Regions from separate parts of the Mus musculus genome. Here all the other regions are linked to region 4. Evidence: chromatin contacts called from public Hi-C and promoter capture Hi-C data. All regions are on one chromosome and are shown on one strand. Each heading gives the region's core, a stretch centred on a gene start, on an enhancer-like site or on the middle of the called end of the contact. The rest is flanking DNA. Distances are from core to core; before and after follow the strand shown.

Region 1 (4,463 bases), core at 872-3,371, 460 kb after region 4:
TGGACTGCTGCACCAGAAAACCTACTCAATGGCTTCTCCCACTCAGTTCCCCAGAACCCAAACTAACTGAACACAATCGGACCCATAAGAATCTGTGGGAATTTCCAGCATACTACAATGGAATTGCTGGAAAATCCATTAAATGTGAGCTTCTTACTGGGGTGGTGGGAGACACCCACCAACATTCTTCCCTGGGTAACTTTAGTGGAAATATTTTGAAAACATGACTGGAAAGGGCTCAAGAGCCTAAGGATGTGAGGAAAGCCAGTTAACTCTTAATTCCTGAAAAAAATAGCAGCCCCTGAGAAGAATGAGGAAGAAGACAGGAGTCAGGGCTGGCCACTCTACTTCAATAAATAAAATCTTTTTTAAAACTCCCTATGACCCCAAAGAAAAGGCCAGCACACCATGTCTAAATGAGCAATTCAGCAACCTTTCGGAACAAGCACAATAAACTGTGTCTCAAAAATAACCCAAAAAACAAAAAACTCTACCTTGCCACAATAGGAAGTTCTGGTCACTAATACTTTTAATTTTTTTTAAAGAATATATGCTCAAGTCCAACACTCACACTAGATGACACACAGACAACCTGAAAACTTTTTTAAAGGGAGTTATCTTTGCAAACAGCACAACTTGGGAAAACAATCCCAAAATACAAAGAACTCCACAAAAGATGGCTTTAGTTTCAAGAACTGTAACTGCTATTATAAACATCTCACCATTTAAAAAATAAAAGGACTAAAAACAAAAAACAAAAGAAACAAAAAAAACCCATAAAACCCTTAGCTGCCTAAGGGAATCTTTCGTTCTGGAATCACAAAAATTAAAAAAGAAGAAGAAAGCAAGCAAACATGAAGCAGAAAGCAAGTAACTTCCAAAATAAAGTTCTATTAAGAAAAAATAAAAGATAATTCCGTCCCTAAGCCTTCCTTCTTTGGTGAGGTCTGTGATTTATATGGCTCTGCTCTGCAGAAAGCTCTTTCTGGACAGCTCAAGGAAGGAGCTGAGGGAGGGAGAGAAAGACACAGGCACAGAAAGGAGAGGAGAGAGAAAAAGAAAATGGCGCAGAGACTAAGTCCCGACCGTCGACAAGGCGACTTTCCCGGGAAGAATCCCGGCGGAGAAAGGCCGCCCGAGACCCAGCGACGGTCGACGCGGGGTCTCCGGTGCCCCCTCTGGAGAAGGCCGTGATCTGGGGGTGCTGAGACCCCGGGAAAGGGGGTCCAGAGGCGGCCCGATGGGAACAATGGGGCCGGTGAGCGAGGAGCCGGGACTTAGTCTCTGGGACGCCATGTCTGTCCTCTGCCCGGCTCCGGCCCGGCGCGGGGGAGGCAGGCAGCGGCGTGTGGGGACACTTGGGGCGGGGCGGGGGGCACACTCACCATTCAATCGGAAATCCGCTTCGATCTGAGGAAAGAAAAGGAGGGAAGATGAAACAACCGGCACATGAAGCCCCGGGGCGGCGGACGAGAGCGCGCGGCCGGGGGCCGGGGCTCGGGCCCACCCGGCGCCCCGGAACCCAGAGGCCCGCGAATGGCCTACCCGGGGCTGCCATCCCCCCACCAAACTCCAACTTGACGGCTCCGCCCGGGACCCGGCCATCCAAGCGACTCCAACCGGCCGCCCCTCATCGCAGACTCGGGCCTGTCAACCCGGCGCGGCCGGCTGGGGCTGGGACCGGGGCCCTGGCCGGGGCCGGAGCCGGCCCGGGCCCGAGCAGCTGGGGACGAGTCGGGGGCCGGCTGGTCGCACCTGGGAATCGTTGTGGAGATGGTCCCCGCTCATGTCGGCCGGCGTGCGAACGCTGCGGGCTCAGAGGCAGCGCGGGGGAAGAGAGGCGGACGGCAGGGACGGCCTGAACGGGCGGACGAAGCTCCTGAGAAGCACGAACAGACGGCGACAGCAGCCACCGGCCCGAGACTCCCGGGACAGTGGAGGAGGCAGCGGCGGTAGCGACGCGACTGACAGACTGCCGGGCGGGCGGACAGCGAGAACAGACCCCAGCAGTTGTGTAACAGCCTAAGTTCGCATTTCCCCTCACTGCGCCTGCGCGGCCGCTTTTAAATGGGACGTCGTCGTCGACGTCAGCGCTCGTGGAAAGAGGCTGAGGGTTGCGGCGGGTCTCTTAGAGGTCCGGGAGACAGAGCCGGTTTTGCCTCGCAAGTTCCGCCCCTTTATTAGCATACGGACTTAACTCCGCCCACTCTCTGCTTTCTGCCTTGCTACGGGACTGGCGTTCTCAGAGGCGGGACACCGGCTCTAGCAGCACGCAGGCGCAGCGTGGACACCGCCTCTGGACCTTGGACACCCGGGCGGCCACGTGGTAGGCCTTTAAAGGCCGCGGCGGGACCCAGCTAAGCTGGCCAGGGACCGTGTCTCCAGCTTCTGCATCTCTAGAGCCAGACAAGTTTGATCCGCACGTACCTTGGCTGCCCCGATCTTAGTTCACCAGCAGCCGTAAGGCATTTAGCTGGAGTCTCCTCACAGCCTTTGTCCAGACTTCTGGAATACTTCACATCCATTTATTTATTATTTATTCTTTTTTTTTGTAGGGGGGGGTGTTCGAGACAGGGTTTCTCTGTGTAGCCCTGACTGTCCTGGAACTCACTCAGTAGACCAGGCTGGCCTCGAACTCAGAAATCCTCCTGCCTCTGCCTCCCACGTGCTGGGATTGAAGGCGTGCGCCACCACCGCCCAGCACTTCACACCCATTTTTAAAAATTATTTTAATTTTTCAGTCAGGTTTAGCTCCAGTTTACAGTCATGTAGCCCTGTGTCACAAGTACCCTACTGCATTTGTTCTTTTTATAAACATTTATTAAGCGCCTACTGTGAGACAGGAATTAGTTTGATGTGAGAGGGCTAATATTCCAAATCAAAGGGAATTGGACCCCCAGGTAAATGGATCCTGGTTCTAACCAGGACTGTACCCTGAGAGAACTTTATTTAGGGAACACCATACTATAAGGTCTGCCCTGACTCCTCACAGTCCTGGGTGTGGACCATCGACCACTATCAAACTGTCTTGAGGGATTAATGACATTAGCAATTGGATTTGCAAGAACATCCCAGGCTGAATTCATCTCCAGTCTGGCTCAATCCCCCATATAAATAAATTCGGAAAATGTTCATAAACATTGAGTGATAAACACTTAGGGTTAATTCTTGTGAATATTTCAAAACTCAAGCCAGCTGGGCAGTGGTGGCATACGCCTTTAATCCCAACAGTTGAGAGGCAGAGGCAGGCGGATTTCTGAGTTCGAGGCCAGCCTGATCTACAGAGTGAGTTCCAGGACAACCAGGGCTACTTAGAGAAACTGTCCCGAAAAACCAAGCTTGAAGTGCTGCACGCCCCTTTCCGCATGCTGTACCCATGTGCCTCTCTCCTTTATAACAGTTATCACAGTTGTTAAGTTACCCATATGGGAGCTAGTGACTTCTTTTCTGTCTCCTTTATATAATTCGAGGTCAGTGAGGGTTAGGACCTCTCCATCTTGTTCAGCACTTAGCCCCCAGGAATCAACAGGTCCTCTGACAGAAGAGTCCAATCAACAAAGGCAAACACAACAATGCAGTGGCTAAGAGTCCACACTTGGAAGTCAACTGGCCTATTTTTCAATTCTGCTTTCCTAAGCAGAATTTTCCTATTCTTCCATGACCTTGAACAAGTTGTTTAACCACTCTGAGTCCCAGTTTCTTCATCTGGACAACGGGACAACAGCGATAATTGTGTTTAATAGACAATCCCAAACAAACAAAAAGACTTTGTTTAAGGGCCTGTAGATAATATGTATCATTTGATGTTTAGGTCTGCCTGATTCCAGCACTCTTTCTCCACAGCTGTATGCCAGAGCCAGTTTTGCCTGCATTAGTGTCTCCTCAATAGCCGCTTTCCCATGTCAAAAGCAATCCCAGGCCACCAAGCAAAGCATCTGCCTCCCACCCATTTACTGCAGTTAGGCTGAAATAATTCAGCCTTCAAGAAAAATAGTGCCTCTGCTTTAGCTTCCAGCCCCTGGTGACTTGGGATCATCGTCATTTGCTTTCCAGGTCCCTCCCAGGAAGACCAGCTAGTAGTCATGGAAACAGAATGCAGGCCCCAGGATGATGAATCAAAGGTGGTATCCTAGGCCCAATCATGGCCACCCAACATCCCACCATAGACTAAACGCCTCTATCTATGTTTGGCTAGTGATGTCCACATGGCCACTCTTTCTTCTCCAACCAATGATCCCACACATGGTCATAAGCACTTGAGAGGACTTTTGGCCCCACACAGACAGACTTTTACATTTTTTACTGCTTTATATCTATTTCAATGTGTATGACGGAAAACACTTAACTACCACATAAAACCCACAGTAATAACTGTTTAAGTTCAAGGGTTTTTTTTTAAGATGTTGGGTGATTAATTTTAAATAAAAATATTCAGCTGGGTGTGGTAGCCCATACCTTTAATT
Region 2 (4,983 bases), core at 2,418-4,917, 400 kb before region 4:
GTCCCAGTTTTATGGCAGAATGTGCTTCCTGCCTGGTGAGAGAGCCTCCAGCATTTTCCTTCCCTGCCTCATCAACCAAGGGAGTGCTTAAGTTGTAGGCAGTCCAGGAGTAGAATGAGTGACTGATGGATCGCTGAATGAGCACGTGGAAGCCAATCACATCTAGAAGCTAATCACCAGAACTTCTGTATGTGATAAAGAAATCTTGTGATCCTTCACCATTAAACATTTGAAGATATTACTAAAGAGTGCCCAGAGAGTAAACATATCAAAGAATGAAAAAAATTTAAGGGTATTTCTACTGAAGTCATGAATAATTACGTCTTTTATTCTTATTCTTCTTTATTTATTTATTTTGGTATTTTTGACTAATGTCTGTATAACCAGTGAAATTTCAGCAAGTAAAACTAAGGCAGTGGTAATACAGTGAATGCTGGGTAACAAACTAGCCCCAACCATTTTTATTTTAGTCATGACTGTATAGCCCAGGAATTCAGAAGGAGTTCATTGGACCATGCTACTTAGGCCCTGTTATACAATCAGGTGTCTGTAAAGTCAGAAGTCATCTTTGAATGGTTTAAATCATGTCTGGTAGTTGTCAAAAAATAACAGATGAATGTGGCAGCTGTGAACATTGGCTGTTGGCTGGGAGAGCAATCAAAGTGGCCTCTCCAGAATGAATGTCTTAGTGTCGCCAAACTCATTACATTGCCCCTGGATTCAATCAGAAAGACTATCCTAACATGTTCTCGTAAGATTAGTAATATATATTTAATTTGACTTCAATCAAGCCCATATAAATCTTTTAGTAGATATCTTTAAAAATAATTTTTAAATTATCTGAACAAATGAACAGGTGAGAGTCACCAAATAATTTTTAAATGAGCTACAATGATGAAAACCATGTAATACCATTGTAGGAATATAGTTTAGTCAATTCCTTGGAGCTCGCTTGTCACATTCAATGGTAGAAAGCTGTGTTGACATTTATCAATGTATAATCTGAATAAAACTTGTTTTATGTTGTCAAGTATCCATTGATCAAAGGCAGGGGAAAATTAGAAGGGGGAAGTCTTTTATAAATTACCTTATCAGAATTTTGTTGCCTTCTGGGTTTAATTTCATTGAGGGGGTTTTGCTGTATCCAATGTATCCATTAATGCTAGTATTTAAGACTGAAATGTTCACATTATTCCTTGTCCTGACTTTTAATTACACAAGTGGCACATGAATACATTCTCTCTGTGATACAATTAGAACATGTGTGATAAATTCAAGCCTTATTTAGCCACCAACTCCAGTCTCAGCCCCTCTCCCTATGAAAATAGAAAAATCTCTGGTCTATCCTCCTTTTCTTGGCCTTCTCCCTTCTCTGAGCAACTTGAGAACAGACATCCCCAGCTCACTGCTGAAGGCATCTGAACCAGTGTCAATAAATGGCCTTTCCTGGTTGAGAATATGCAAACCAAAGATAGAAGTAAGTTAAGACTTACTTTAATATTGTTAGTGGGCTTGAAAAAAAAATGATTAAAGCTTCCCCCAGGACTTACACATCACTCCACAAGGTACAGCCAACAGGTTCTGTGCAAAATAAGAAGCCAAGCGAAGAATCTTCCTCAGAGGTGACTCCATCTGTCTTTCTGAGAGTAGCCTTGGAGAGTGATCAGCCATCACTAATGCCTCCAACAGAGGCCCACAGGGACACCCAGTCAGCTTTGGCATTCCATTCCCCAGAGATGACTAAAGCTGCCCCAGGGTCATTGAATAAGCATGAGCTAAAGGCTCCTCAGAGAGTCACCATATGTCCTAACAGACTGTGGCTCCCTACAGAGGGGAAATGTGCTAAGACAATTCCTGTCCTGCTTGTCAGAACCAGAAAGACAGTAGCCTGGCCACAAGAGCCAAAGGGAGCCACAAGGGATATACTCTCACTGAGAGAAAAATGTGACCAATTCTCCTTACCACTGCAACTGGAGAAATGAAACATCTGAAGGTGTTTTCTTTGAATAGATTGAGGCATATTCTAAACTCCTTGGAAGATTTAATAATTGCAACCACATTTTAAATTAATGCATCAGAGTTTATTCTCTGCCAATACCAGGAGAAAGGCCTATCTCTGAAGCATGCACCGCAGAATGCTCACAGGGTCTGAGGATGCAAACTGTGCTGCCTATAGAAGTCACAATTGCTCTCATGATTAGATTTGAGGCCTGATCTCCAGGACAGGATTCATGACTGGTGCTATAAACATAGTCAAAACCCAATGCTAGGGAAGTCATAGGTCTTAAGGGAGAACATATTATTATTTTTCTAATGGTCAGGTCAAACTGCTTCTAAATATTTGTGTTTATATCCCATGGGTGTGTATTATTCCCGCCTTTGCGGTGGTGAGTGGCAGTGCAGGGATGGACTGCTCTCCAAAGTGCTGAGTATGTGTAACTGTGAGTGCTCAGCTGTAGAAAGGCCATCTGGATCTACACCCACCCCCAGCAGCCGAGTTGCAGGAACATTGCAGAAGAGAGAGAAAGGGTTCAAGAGCCAGAGAATGGGGAGGAGGGCTTCAAAAGATTGTTCTCCAGACATGGCATGGCTGCTATAAATATGGACTCACAATGGCAGTGATTACCTGCACAAGATCACGCCAGTTAAAAATTCCAACATGGAAGACGAAGACACTCCTGTTGTGCCACCCCTAGCTAAAGTACTATTGGCAGCTGATGGCTGCTCAGGTATCAAAGTCAGTATTTTCTTTAGGATTATGGCTACTGGGTGGTTGGCCATGCCTCAGTGGATGACCCTAATGCCTATGGGCATATGGGCAGCAGAAATCAGACTCAGTGGGTTACAGAATAATAAGTAAATAAGCCAGCAGATTGGGAGGGAGATGTGATTAGGGAATCCTGAGGGGAGATGATGGGAACAGTAGGGGATAGATATGATCAAGATACATTGTATACATAAATTTTATCCAGACATGTATGAAATTTTTAAGCAATATGTTTTTAAAATCATAATTCACCAGGAAGTAGTCCTACTGACTCATATAAGTCCAGTCCAAATGGTCTGAAATCAGATGTTGATCACTGATGCCTGAAGTATTGTTGGGAGCCGCCCCCACATTCGCCGTCACAAGATGGCGCTGACATCCTGTGTTCTAAGTGGTAAACAAATAATCTGCGCATGTGCCAAGGGTATTTTATGACTACTTGTACTCTGCCTTTCCCGTGAACGTCAGCTCGGCCATGGGCTGCAGCCAATCAGGGAGTGATGCGTCCTAGGCGAAATATAACGCTCCTAAAAAAGGGGACGGGGTTTCCGCCATTCTCTCTCGCTGGCATCTCTCTGGCTCTGCGCGCCCTGCGCTCTCTCGCTGCCTAAAGATGTAAACAATAGAGCGCGCTCTGCGCCCCGGCGCGCCGGAGCTCTGGCTCCTAAAGATGTAAGAAGGGGGCTTTCGTTTTTGGGGTTTGGGGTTTTTGCACTCCTGCTCCTGAAGATGTAAGCAATAAAGTTTTGCCGCAGAAGATTCTGGTCTGTTGTGTTCTTCCTGGCCGGGCGTGAGAACGCGCTAATAACAAAGTATGAAATGAGATTGTAGTATTCTGCACTGGAATATGGATTACCAAAGAGTCGATCAAACAAAATTTCTAGAAACCATGGCCCACTACAGGAAAGAGAAGAGCCTACAAGGTATGCCTGCCTTTAGTAAAACAGAAAAAGTGGAGCTTCTAGGTGGGCCCCAGCCAGAAATCAAACAAGTTGTAGCTTAAGAGGTTAAGGTATTTTGTATGTAAGAAATAGCCTCCATAGAGGTCACAGGAAGGGGAATTAAATGCATATAATGTAAGAGATCCAGTTATGATGATCTCAACTTTACAAGTCAATGAGGACCCACTCCAGAGATGCACTCCCCACCCCGCCTAAGCATCCCAGAATGGTAGCTTCCAACCTTTAGAGAGATGGACTAACAGCTGGGAATTGGTTCCGGTATTCCCCAAGACTTCAGAAAGAAAGAAGAAAAAGAGAGGCAGTAAAGAAAGGGAGGATGGGAGATAAGGGGGAAGAATGGAGGGAAGGGGAAGGAGGGAGGAAAAAAGAGGGAGGGAAGGGAAGAGAGACTGACTAGAAAGAAGAGGAGAAAAGAGACTTTATATCATGGGCTAGATAGAGGGCTGCCTGACTTGTATTAATTAATCCCTCTTATCCATCCCATAACACAAAGCTACCAATCTTTTGTAATAAAACAAAAGGGACTCAGGTCCATGAAGGACAACTCTAGCCTTTCAAATTATCCCTACCTGCTCTTTGTAATTTCCAGCCTCGTCTACTAGAAAGTCCTTCTTGCCCAGGAATCACAAAACTTAAATTCCTGTGACAGATCTATTGTGATGGGTACGTTTCCTAAGGGCTCTTAGGGACTGACTTGCTCTATGTAAAACTTGAGAATAATAATTTCCATCTCATCAGGTAAAAAGTCTCAGACTACATAACTAACAAATATATTTGGAAAGCTGTAAATTTTTGAAAATGTGAATTACTACTTTTATTAGACTATCAGAAGAACTAAGGGATATGCCGCAACCAAAATACTTGGCATAAATGACTTAAGAGAGGAAAGATTTATTCTGTCTTGTGTTTTCAGAGGTTTTAATCTATCATGACAGAGAGGGCCTGGTACTGAAGAACAGTCATTGTGACAGAAAACAGAGAAAGGGAATATAGAAAAGGGCCAGGGAAAGATAGAGCCCCCAATGGCACAGGTCCAGTGACCTACCCCTTTTAATAATCCCTGACTCTTACCCATTCCCACCTGCCAATAATGCCAGCACATTATGAATCCATCAAAGGACTGGTATATTCCCCAGCTCAAAGCCCGCATCATCTCACTGTCTCTGGAAAGCCCTTCACAGATATATCCAAAGTTATCCATTATTAATATGTTAGTTGTTCCTCGGGTCAATCATGTTGACAATCAGATTTCCC
Region 3 (4,360 bases), core at 460-2,959, 380 kb after region 4:
GACTCTTTGGGGGTTCTTGTAAGAAACATCTCAAAGCCTGGAGTTGCAAAGACTCCTCATCCTGCCTCACACCGAGGAAAATGACTATCAGAAAGAGCCGAGGTTTCTCAAAACTCCTGACTTACTTCTCCCACCAGAGACTTGTGTGTAAACCCACCACACTCAGGTCTGGGAAGGCTACGACAGGAAACCAGAGGAGCAACTCTGGGCTACCCTGTGGTCACGAGAACATCCAACACAAAGGGCTGGACCTCAAAACCCAAGGCCAGGGAACCTTTCTGAATGCAAGCTCCTTGTTATATGCTGCAAGGGCAAAGGAGCCCTGGCTCTAGCTTTGGATGGCTGCCTAGCACCATGGACCTCCAAAATTCAGATCTGGGGCAAAAAAAAAAAAAAAAAAAAAAACCATCCACGGGACATGGGGAGGGGGAAGCAGTCACGGTTTTAGCTTTCATACCCCATCCTCCCAAAGAAGAGGGAGATGAGTAGGCCCGCTCTGCTCCACAACCAGCCCTACCCCAACATCTGCCTAAGTTCTACATGAGGATTCCAAAGGTTCTTGCGCCAATAAGCCCATCCCGGAGCTCTTAGGAGTTTTCACAGACAGCACACTCTGGAGAAATGGCAGTGGGCAGGAAGATCTTGTCGGTTCCCCAGGTTCTCAGGTTGGATGAGGGGGTCCCTGTCTTGGCTTCCCCTCACAGCCACTGACAGCCGCCCGATGCTAAGGGCCGGAATCCCACTCCACTTGTCCAACCAGTGAGGACTCTTAGGCCTCAGGGCAAAGTGCCTGGAACACTCCCCCCCTACTGGGGGAGGGGGTGTCCTATCAGGTGATCCAAGACCCGGATGCCCCCCTCCACCCGCCCCAGAGTGACCACCAGGGACTGGGCGGAGACGGGGCGCCAGGCGCGAGGCCCGAAAGTTTGCCCAAGTGTTTGGGAGGCGGGCAGGCGCGAGGCAGGCCGGAGTGGGGCGCACTTACTGGACCCCTCGATTTTGTCCGCGCCGCGGCTCCATGTGATCTGGCGCGTCTCCAACTTGACCTGGAAGGTCTTCCGTTCTGGCCGCTGCGACTTCTTGGAGTAGAACAAAGTCATGACGGTGCCCACCTCGAGGCTGCGGCAGAGGTGCAGCACCTCGGCTTCGGAGGGTGCGCCAGGCCCGCAGCCGTTGGCGCAGGGGGTCGCGACGCCCGCCATGCTGCAGCGACCTCGGCGACGCAAGCCGGCGGGCCCGGAGCGGCGGAGGCGGAGGCGGTGGCGGCGGCCGGGGAGGCGAGCGGGACCCGGTGGCAGCTCCTGCGGGCGGACGCGGGGCGGGGACTGAGCGCGGGGGCGGGGCGGGGTGAGGCTCCGCCCTCAGCGCGCCGGGAACAAAGACGCTCCTGGGGACGACCCCCGCCCACCGCCGCGCCTGCGCCCCGCAACCCGGGGCAGGCCGCAGCGGGCGGACCTGGACACCTCGGTTCGGCCGAGCTTTCCCCGCGCAGGCCTGACACAACGCGGGGCACGGCCGCCCGTCACGCACGCAACCCCGCCCACAGGCTGCGGCCCGTCGGTCCGACGCGCGCACGGGCCTCCGGCCCACACGGGACCCGCCGCGGCAGTGTGCACGCCTCCCAGGGAGCGAGGGGGCTGCGCGACCCCCAGCCCTCCCGCCGAACCCGGTTACCTGGCAAGGCTGCCGGGCGGAGGGAGCCGCGCCAGCCTGGCCTCCTCACACCCGCGGTGGCGGCGGGGGCGGGCCCTCCGCGCACCCTCTCCGGGGAGGGGCGCACTCGTGGATTGGCTAACAGGCCGTGAGTGACAGCACGCCTGCCACGCCCCCTCTGCGCAGACGTCTTTTGCAAGGGCTTGAGCAGACAGACGGGTTCTAGGGTGGCCTTGGAGTGTGGCCTCTGGGGAGGGGGCCACGCAGGTGTGGGCAGGGCCCTCAGACTCTCGGACGCGGGTCCGGTGGCCTTCGAGGCCTCTCGCGTGGTCCGCTGCCCTCCTCACGCTCCGCCCGCGCCCTACCTGCACTTAGTCTCCGAAGCTCTGGTTTGTCCTCTGCCTCATTTTCCTCTGGACTCAGTGCTGGGCCAGTTGCAGGGTGGCTTCCCCTCTGCGCAGACACAGGTGACCCCAATCCTGGGTCTCCCCTGACCTCCCGACCCAGGCATCTCGTCATCTGCGCCACAGCCTTGCTTGCCATCCTCATCACATGGCCCCTTTCACCCGCTACACCTTCTCTATATGGCAGTGAACTCCTGAATTTGGAAGACCCCACACCTTGCAAGAACCTTTTTTCTTCTCTCCCTCATCCCTAAGTAATCCACTGAGGCTCTTCCCTCCTGCCTTTGGGGCTCTCTCCACTCTACGCACGATCCTGAGGACCCCTCTTCTCTCTGTGTACACTATCCTCTTGGGTCTTGCCTGCATCTGAGCTTCAGAATTTACCACTAAAGCCTTTGAAATTGCGTACGTGAATTCCCACTGTGCTTCAAATCAGCACAGCTTCGTGGCCCAGCAGTCCTGTCTTGCCTTCCCCTATCTCTCCTGCTTCATCCCTCACCGCGGACTTTGCCTCTATTCTCCAGACATGACACCTGTCTGTGACTGTTAAATAACTTAAAATCAATCTTCCAAAAGCCGTTCTCTGAACAGCACGGGTAAACCCGAGGGCATCCCTTGATCCTGCCGTCTGGCCAATGATGAGCAGACAGTTAGTTGGACAGCTACCCTGCAGCTCTGGACAGCATCTGCATTTCAGAGGTGAGAAGTCCCACACAACATCCCCTTGCAGGAAAGCTCCCCTGGGATTCCTGAGACTAGAATTTGTGATGTATGGGTTTGGACAACCCACCCACCTGGGCCACCTTCGCTTTGCCAGGCAAATAGTGACAGATGCGCTATTTCCCTTGAGGGTGGTCTCAAGAACGTCCGAATTCTGTATACCACTGAGGAACTTTGTCCTGAGGGACTGGGGAGTTGAGATAGACTGACTGCCACCTAGTGACAGGCCTCTGATGTAGGCGGAAACTGGACTTGAGGTTGGCTTGCACAACTCATGATCCTAATTATCTTCTAATCAAGGTTTCAGAGCCCCGTGACTTGAAGTCAGGCTATGTAATAAGTGGGAAGCTGAGTGTCTGTGTTCCACAAGAGAGCCCACTGGGTGAGAGGTAATCCTGGTGGCCATTGGCTAGCTGGCCAATCATTAAGTAAGAGGAGCTGTGTCTTATGTCTGTAGGACTTCAAGAGAGGCCAAATGGTGTAAAGAGATGGACATATGTATTTTGAAGGGAAGGCTGGAGGAAAGTACTTTCCAGGTATGAATAACAGCATGTGCAAAGGCCCTGGGGTTTTTACTCAGTGGAGGGGAATGGCCAGCCAGGATGATTAGACAGAGAGGGCAGATGGAGCTGAACAGGGCCTTTCCCTGCCTGCCTGGTCTGGCCGGTTCTCTCAGGAGACACCCTCTTAAAATGTTGTAATCGTTGTTGAGCTTTCTGTGCCAACTCCAGCAGCCTAGAGGCTACAGTATGCTTTAAAATTCTATTTTCTGGGAGCTTCCTTGTGTTCAGCCCAAACCTTTTTTGCTTTTGTGTCTGTAACAAGACCCCACCCCCACCCCCAGGGGCTCCATGATTTTCTTCCAACAGCAATTTGTTTGCCAGGCCTATAATTGGGAAACAGGGCCTCATTTCCTCTTCCTAGCTTCCTAGGCCTTAGGTGTCTCCTTCTACCCAAGGAAGTTTGGGAAAAGTAGGGCACACACAGGGTGTAGCCAGTATGGGCTTCCCCCAGCTCAGCATATATAAGGATGTGTAGGTGTCACTGGTAATGTATATACATTTGTGCTGTCTGGGAGGTGCTCTAGCCCCCACACAAGGCACTTGCCTGTGACGTCACCCCGACTAGCCCAGATTGGGGCTTATTTCAGGCAACACTCATGCTTCAACCTTAGCTTATACCAAGCCTGTTCCTGGAGTCAAGGAAAGACTGCCCAGCTGCCCCTCTGGCCTGTGGGCCTGATCTCATATTGCGTTTAATAACTACTTAGAACAGTGGTAAGCATATTGTGAGCTTCTTCTTTTTTTTAATTTATTTTTTATTAGGTATTTTCCTCGTTTACATTTTCAATGCTATCCCAAAAGTCCCCCATACCCACCCCCCAATCCCCTACACACCCACTCCCCCTTTTTGGCCCTGGGGTTCCCCTGTACTGGGGCATATAAAGTTTGCAAGTCCAATGGGCCTCTCTTTGCAGTGATGGCTGACTAGGCCATCTTTTGATACATATGCAGCTAGAGACAAGAGCTCCGGGGTACTGGTTAGTTCATATTGTTGTTCCACCTATAGGGTTGCAGATCCCT
Region 4 (5,066 bases), core at 1,342-3,841:
TGAAGCCATCCTGGACTCCTATTGATTCCCTGTCTGACCACCCCACATTGTGTCTTTGTGTCTTATGCTATTGACTTGCCTCTGAGAATGGCAAGGCAAGGCAAGTCTACCTTTCCGTTCTGTCCAGCTCCTGCCCTTCCCCAACAATCTCTCTAGTCTCTATGCCTCTGCTTAATGGTGCTTCTTCCTCTGCCCAATTTTTATTTCCTCAGCCTCATCCCGGACAGAATAAATTCATAGATGTCAGCCCCCTTGAGTACTGTTGAAAGCTCTAGAACCCTTGATCCTGGTATTTGGGCTGACTGGGTCTGACTACCAGCTTTCTGGTCCATTAGTTGTTGCAGAAACTGGATAGGAAGGTAAGTAAGCTATCTCTTAAGAGGCCAGAGCAAGGACAGTTAGCTACCAGCTTGGCAGGATTGGCGATTCTTGGGATGTACTTCTCTCTGTCTTGTCTCCAGACTGCAAGCCTCCCTTTGAACCAGGATGCTGTCTGCCTTAATACTCTATCTTTGTATCTATAAAAACAATACCTACAGACATAGCTGATACTTAATAGCTAAGGAAAGATGGAAAGAGGAGAAAGTTTGGGCTGTGACACATTGTGGCCATCCTTGAAACAAATGGAAAAAGGTGGCAGGTGAGACAGCTATGTGATGTGCACTTTCAAACTAGACAAATTACTGGGGTAGTCCAAGAAATGAAGAAGTGCCTTAGCTAGGATTACTGTTACTGTGATGAAACACCATGATCAAAAGCAACTTGAGGAGGAAAGGGTTTTGTTTCTCACAGCCCCATGTAACACTTCTCACCAAAAGCAGAGAGGGCAGGAACTCACAAGGGGTAGGAATCAGAAGGCAGGGGCTGATAGAGAGGCCATGGACGGGTGCTGCTTACTAGCTTGCTCCTTATGACTTGGTCAGCTTGTTTTCTTATAGATCCCAGGACCACCAGCCTAGGAGTGGCACTGCCCACAATGGGCTGGGCCCTCCCCCATGAATCATTTAAAAATATGCCCTACTGGCTTACCTATAGTCTGATCAAGGCTCCCTCCTCTGATGACTCTAGTTTGTGTCAAGTTGGCATAAAACTAGCTAGTACAAGAAGCAGGACCCAGAAGAGAATTAGGGCCATTGGCTGAAAGACATAAGACAACCAGGACTTCTAAGAAGCTAAACATATTCTCTTAGGGAGTACAGGAAGGCTCTGTTAACATTGTGATTACCCTTGACACACTCATACCACCCTCATCCTAAACAATTCTGACAAACTGCTCTTGGAGTCATCAGACTCAGATCATTCCTGCTTTAATTAAGATAAAGTGAGCTTTTAAAGTCAGAGTCCAGCCAGTTTTGGACTTTTTTTTCTTCTTCTTTTATTTAAGTATTCACTGGGGAAACACTCCAGATGGGACAGGCAGGAGTGAAGAGGAAAAGTGATCACCAGGTCCCAGAGTAGGGAGGATGCTATGAGGAATATTTAGCTAGGCAGGATAGGCTCTAAATTCCTCCTTGCCCTAATTGTTCCTCCCCCATCTCTGGTCTGATGTCCTTCCTCCCGCCATCTGTTTTCTTTATGGCATTTATCACTACCTGCCTCTGTGTTCATTTATTTATTTTATTTATTGCTTTTCCTTTGCCTGTTCGGTGAGTGCAAGGGCTTTGTCCTATTGACCGCTACATCCTCCGTCTCAGATCAATGTCAGGTATTTAGTGGGCACTTAAAAATTAGCTGCTAAAAAACGAATTACGGAAGACAACAATTGGTTGAATCTCTGTCATATGCTAGGCCCTGTCCTTGAGGATGCTACAAGGATGGTAGTGGAGATAGGCCCGAAAATAAACACACCATGGTTCCACTCCTGATGTTACTGAAGCATATCCAATGCGCTGCAGGATCCTCAGGGCTGGAAAACTCCCGGGGTGTGCAGGGCCCTGGGAAGACGTTCCTAGTATGCTAGGGAGCCAGGCGGATCTGCAGTATAAGCAGCTGGAGACTGACGACCCGGCTCCTCGCTTCCCTCGGCCTCTCAGCATCTTCTTTTTCCTGTCCGTTGGGACCTTCACCTCTCCTCGAGTGCGCGTTGCAGGATCTGGGCGCCGGCGGGGCGCTCACGTCGTGGGACCCCAGTACATCTTCTCCCACCTCCGGAGAGCCAATCCCGGGTTTTCCAGCTTGCTTGCCCACTACCTGCGAGACCTCCACCTGCAGGTTGAGCCCCAGCCGCGGGCCAGCGCCCAGGTCCTCGCCCCCTGCTTGCAAAACAGAGCGCAGCACCCCGCCCCGCCCCCTCCGCCTGCGGGACCCCAGCCCCGCCCCGCCCCCGCGGCCCGGCCGCTTCATTCCGGGGGGGCGGGCCGGGAGCTGCGCTGTCTGCAAGGCGGGGAGATCTAGGCTGGGAGGCGGAGCGGCTCCGACATCGACCAATCACCGCTGCGATCACATCCATGCAAATACGAGCACAATGGAGCAAGCCCATCACTCGCTCCTGCAAGCAAGCTTGAAACGGGCTTCTGTCTGATCGGCAGCCCACACGACCAATGAACCTGTGTTTTGGGCAGGCGAAACCCAATAGCGCGGCAGGGAAGGCGGGCCCAAGCTGGGTTAGGGTGTCCTTGCAGGGTGTCTGAGCTAAACTTCACCAAATAATAGCTGTTTGTATTTTGGCTGCTGCAGGAGCCATTTTAGGTAAGTTCTTCTCTTAACTTTTTATTTTCCTGCCTGGCCCCGACAAGCTGGGCTTGCCCGCGGGGACCCTGTCTCCGCCCCGCTGGCCGGGATGGGGCTGCCCTATGAATGGAGCGGGGCTGAGGGGCCGCGGCGGCGCGAGGCCCGGCCGGGCAGGGGTCCGAGCGCGGCCGCGGGCGTTCGGCCAGGCCGAGGGCCCCGAGGCCTGAGGCGAGGGGTTTGGCGTCCGCCCCTCCCGGCTGCCGCGCGCTCTGGCCGCCCGCCCTCCGTCCTTGGGAGAGCGCCACTGCGGGGCCACGCGCCCAGGCTTGGGGTCCTGCTTCAGACCCCAAGCGCGGGCCTTTGCGGCGGGGCGGGGCCTGCCAAGGCTTCCCAGGGGACCCCGGCGGCCCACGGCGCGTGAGGGCCACCCCCGCGCCCGCCAGCCGCTACCGCCCCCGCGGAGAAGTTGCTCCGCTCCGCGTCCTGCGTCTGTTTGCAGGGGTGGAGGAGGGTGGGCCGGTGCCAGGCTGCTGCTCCGGGAGGGGGCGGGGGCCCCGGCGCGTCCCCGGGTCGCGCGCCCCTCCGGCCGGCTCCTCACGCACTAACGCGCACTCGCCCCCGAAAATTTGAGCCCTCAAGACTCCAAGCCACCAAGCTACCCCGCTGCCAAGTTTGGTGCGTTATTAGATTGCATGTTAGAGCTTGCAAAGAAATTAGAGAGAGGGAATATGAAAAAAAAAAAAAGAAAAAAATCTGTTTCCTTCAGGGTATTTATTTCTCTTCTCTGTTGAGAAGTAACGGAGGAATGTCCTTCCTAAAATTTCCAGGGACCATGCCTGTCAGATGTGGAGAGGGGTTGGCAGCTCCTTGGGTTTTAAAACGAGGTTATTAGGAAATCCCCGCACTAGTGAGATAATTGAAATGTGAGTTTGTTTGCAGCTTCAGTTTTATTTGATCCAATTAAAAATGCATAAGCATGCACTTTATATTTGTGTACATAGAGTATTCCTAGTTTCAGTTATGACTAATATGACTGTGGTTTCACGAGTGTGGGATCTAATAAGGCAGTATAATTCAATTTTGAGCTCGTAGGCCCGTGTTCTCCAAATTAGGCTTTATAGACCATTAGTAATCTGGCCAAGGTTTCTAGAGAGTCTCTGGCATCTCTGAGCATCTTTCTCCGGGGCTTGTTTGTGCCTTTTTTGCCACCCCTCAAGAAACTGTTCATTTCTGCTGTAACAGATCCATGAACAGAGAAAATAGATATTTTAAATATTGACAGTTTTCAAGAGTGTCTGAAATATTTTGCCTAGGATTTGATTATTTCCCAAATGGTATATAAGAATACCATGCCAGTAGGCCCTCATATTGGCATACTCCATGGGGATCTGCTTATGGTGCTTTTGGAAAAGTCTGGACAGACACCATGCTTTCTTTCAGAGCTCTGAGTGCTTGACTTATTGTAAGGGAGTGAGCGGGTCTGTCTCATTCACTGTGGGTAGCACAGTAGTTTAGTTGGAAGCCAAGTTGGAAGATCAGGTTGGCAGCCTCTGAGAGAGTTTTTTGTGAACTTTGTGGTTCTCTGGCAACAGAAGGATTTGAGATGTGTGTATGATAAAATGATTAGGCATGAGTTGTCATGTAGCCTGGTTTATGCCAACCAGAGCAGGTGGTTTCACATAAGGGGTGTATCCATCCCTTTAACCAAGGGCCTGGGAAAATGTGAAGCGGTGTGACTTAATTTGGAGTTCCTTCTGTCCCAAGATTTCATAGATGGATTATTAATGTTTTGTATTTAAACTAACCCAAAGACTAGGAAGATGGCCTGTGTGGTAAAGTGTTTGCCATGTTAGCATTAAGACTCAAGTTTGTATCTCTAGCATCCACATTAAAAAATCAGGCATTATGGCTAACTCCTGTCATCTCTGGGGCTTGTGGGCCAGCCAGCCAACCTAGCTGAATTGGCAAACTCTAGAGTGAGAGACCTTGTCTCAAAAAATGTGGTAGTAAGATTGAGGAAGAAACATTTGACATTTGGCCTCCATGTGCACAGGCGCACTTACCCAAGCACACACAAAAAGCTAACCTGTACATATCCCTACCCTCACTCTGTTGTTTGGGAATCTCTGCTTATAGTAAGTAGTTTGAAGTGGTTTTTTTTTTGTGTGTGTATGTAGTCTGTCTTGGTGAAATGACATTGGTTTTGTGGTCTCCGATGTTGCAGTTTCTCTGGAGTCACGATCTTTATTTTTTGTTTTCTTTTCTTTTCCCCCCTTTCTACCACAACTTTCAAGTATCTTTATAATTATTTTTATAGTGGTGTAATAGGAGGCCCCTGACTCTTCTCAGTATATGACTTCAGGCTAGAAGTTGAAAAACCAGTTAGAAGTGGAGTG

Evidence for each region. Promoter capture Hi-C pulls out the DNA fragments that hold promoters and counts their contacts. Hi-C and Micro-C count contacts between places; a contact is called where the count stands out from the background. Capture Hi-C pulls out chosen DNA fragments and counts their contacts.
Region 1: a promoter capture Hi-C map of pre-B cells shows a contact between it and region 4. The contact joins the promoter of Top1 here to the promoter of Chd6 in region 4. A contact is called at or near these places in 5 of 39 promoter capture datasets (the C10 cell line, cranial neural crest, hematopoietic stem and progenitor cells and 1 more), 7 of 484 Hi-C or Micro-C datasets (CD4 T cells, LSK cells, embryonic stem cells and 2 more) and 3 of 115 datasets of contacts at active chromatin or transcription factors (effector CD8 T cells, memory CD8 T cells and thymic regulatory T cells).
Region 2: a Hi-C map of double positive thymocytes shows a contact between it and region 4, with 6 times the contacts expected there. The contact joins the enhancer-like site here to the promoter of Chd6 in region 4. A contact is called at or near these places in 1 of 39 promoter capture datasets (pre-B cells), 14 of 484 Hi-C or Micro-C datasets (B cells, CD4 T cells, CD8 T cells and 9 more) and 3 of 115 datasets of contacts at active chromatin or transcription factors (memory CD8 T cells, regulatory T cells and thymic regulatory T cells).
Region 3: a contact with region 4 is called in a promoter capture Hi-C map of pancreatic islet. The contact joins the promoter of Plcg1 here to the promoter of Chd6 in region 4. A contact is called at or near these places in 5 of 39 promoter capture datasets (the C10 cell line, the HPC-7 cell line, hematopoietic stem and progenitor cells and 2 more), 6 of 484 Hi-C or Micro-C datasets (the G1E-ER4 cell line, the HL-1 cell line, embryonic stem cells and 1 more) and 2 of 9 other capture datasets (liver and pancreatic islet).

Annotation. Positions count from the first base shown.
Region 1 is chr2:160,643,555-160,648,017 of GRCm38.p6, reverse strand. It overlaps Top1 (topoisomerase (DNA) I), which reads right to left and starts at 2,121. Exons shown (of 21, transcript NM_009408.2): 1 at 1,756-2,121; 2 at 1,386-1,410. The coding sequence starts at 1,788.
Region 2 is chr2:161,510,240-161,515,222 of GRCm38.p6, reverse strand. No RefSeq gene overlaps it. Among named protein-coding and RNA genes, the nearest start is that of Gm35374, 120 kb to the right of the region's middle. Within about 2 kb of position 3,667, at least 44 of the 459 cell types and tissues checked have an H3K27ac peak or open chromatin away from gene starts, as enhancers often do. A contact at or near this core is called in CD8 T cells, cerebellum, double positive thymocytes and 4 more, where this site is marked.
Region 3 is chr2:160,728,659-160,733,018 of GRCm38.p6, reverse strand. It overlaps Plcg1 (phospholipase C, gamma 1), which reads right to left and starts at 1,709. Exons shown (of 34, transcript NM_021280.3): 1 at 1,675-1,709; 2 at 986-1,301. The coding sequence starts at 1,202. Gm52567 (a long non-coding RNA gene) reads left to right here and starts at 2,272. Exons shown (of 2, transcript XR_003954082.1): 1 at 2,272-3,313.
Region 4 is chr2:161,106,611-161,111,676 of GRCm38.p6, reverse strand. Chd6 (chromodomain helicase DNA binding protein 6) reads left to right here and starts at 2,591. Exons shown (of 37, transcript NM_173368.3): 1 at 2,591-2,688.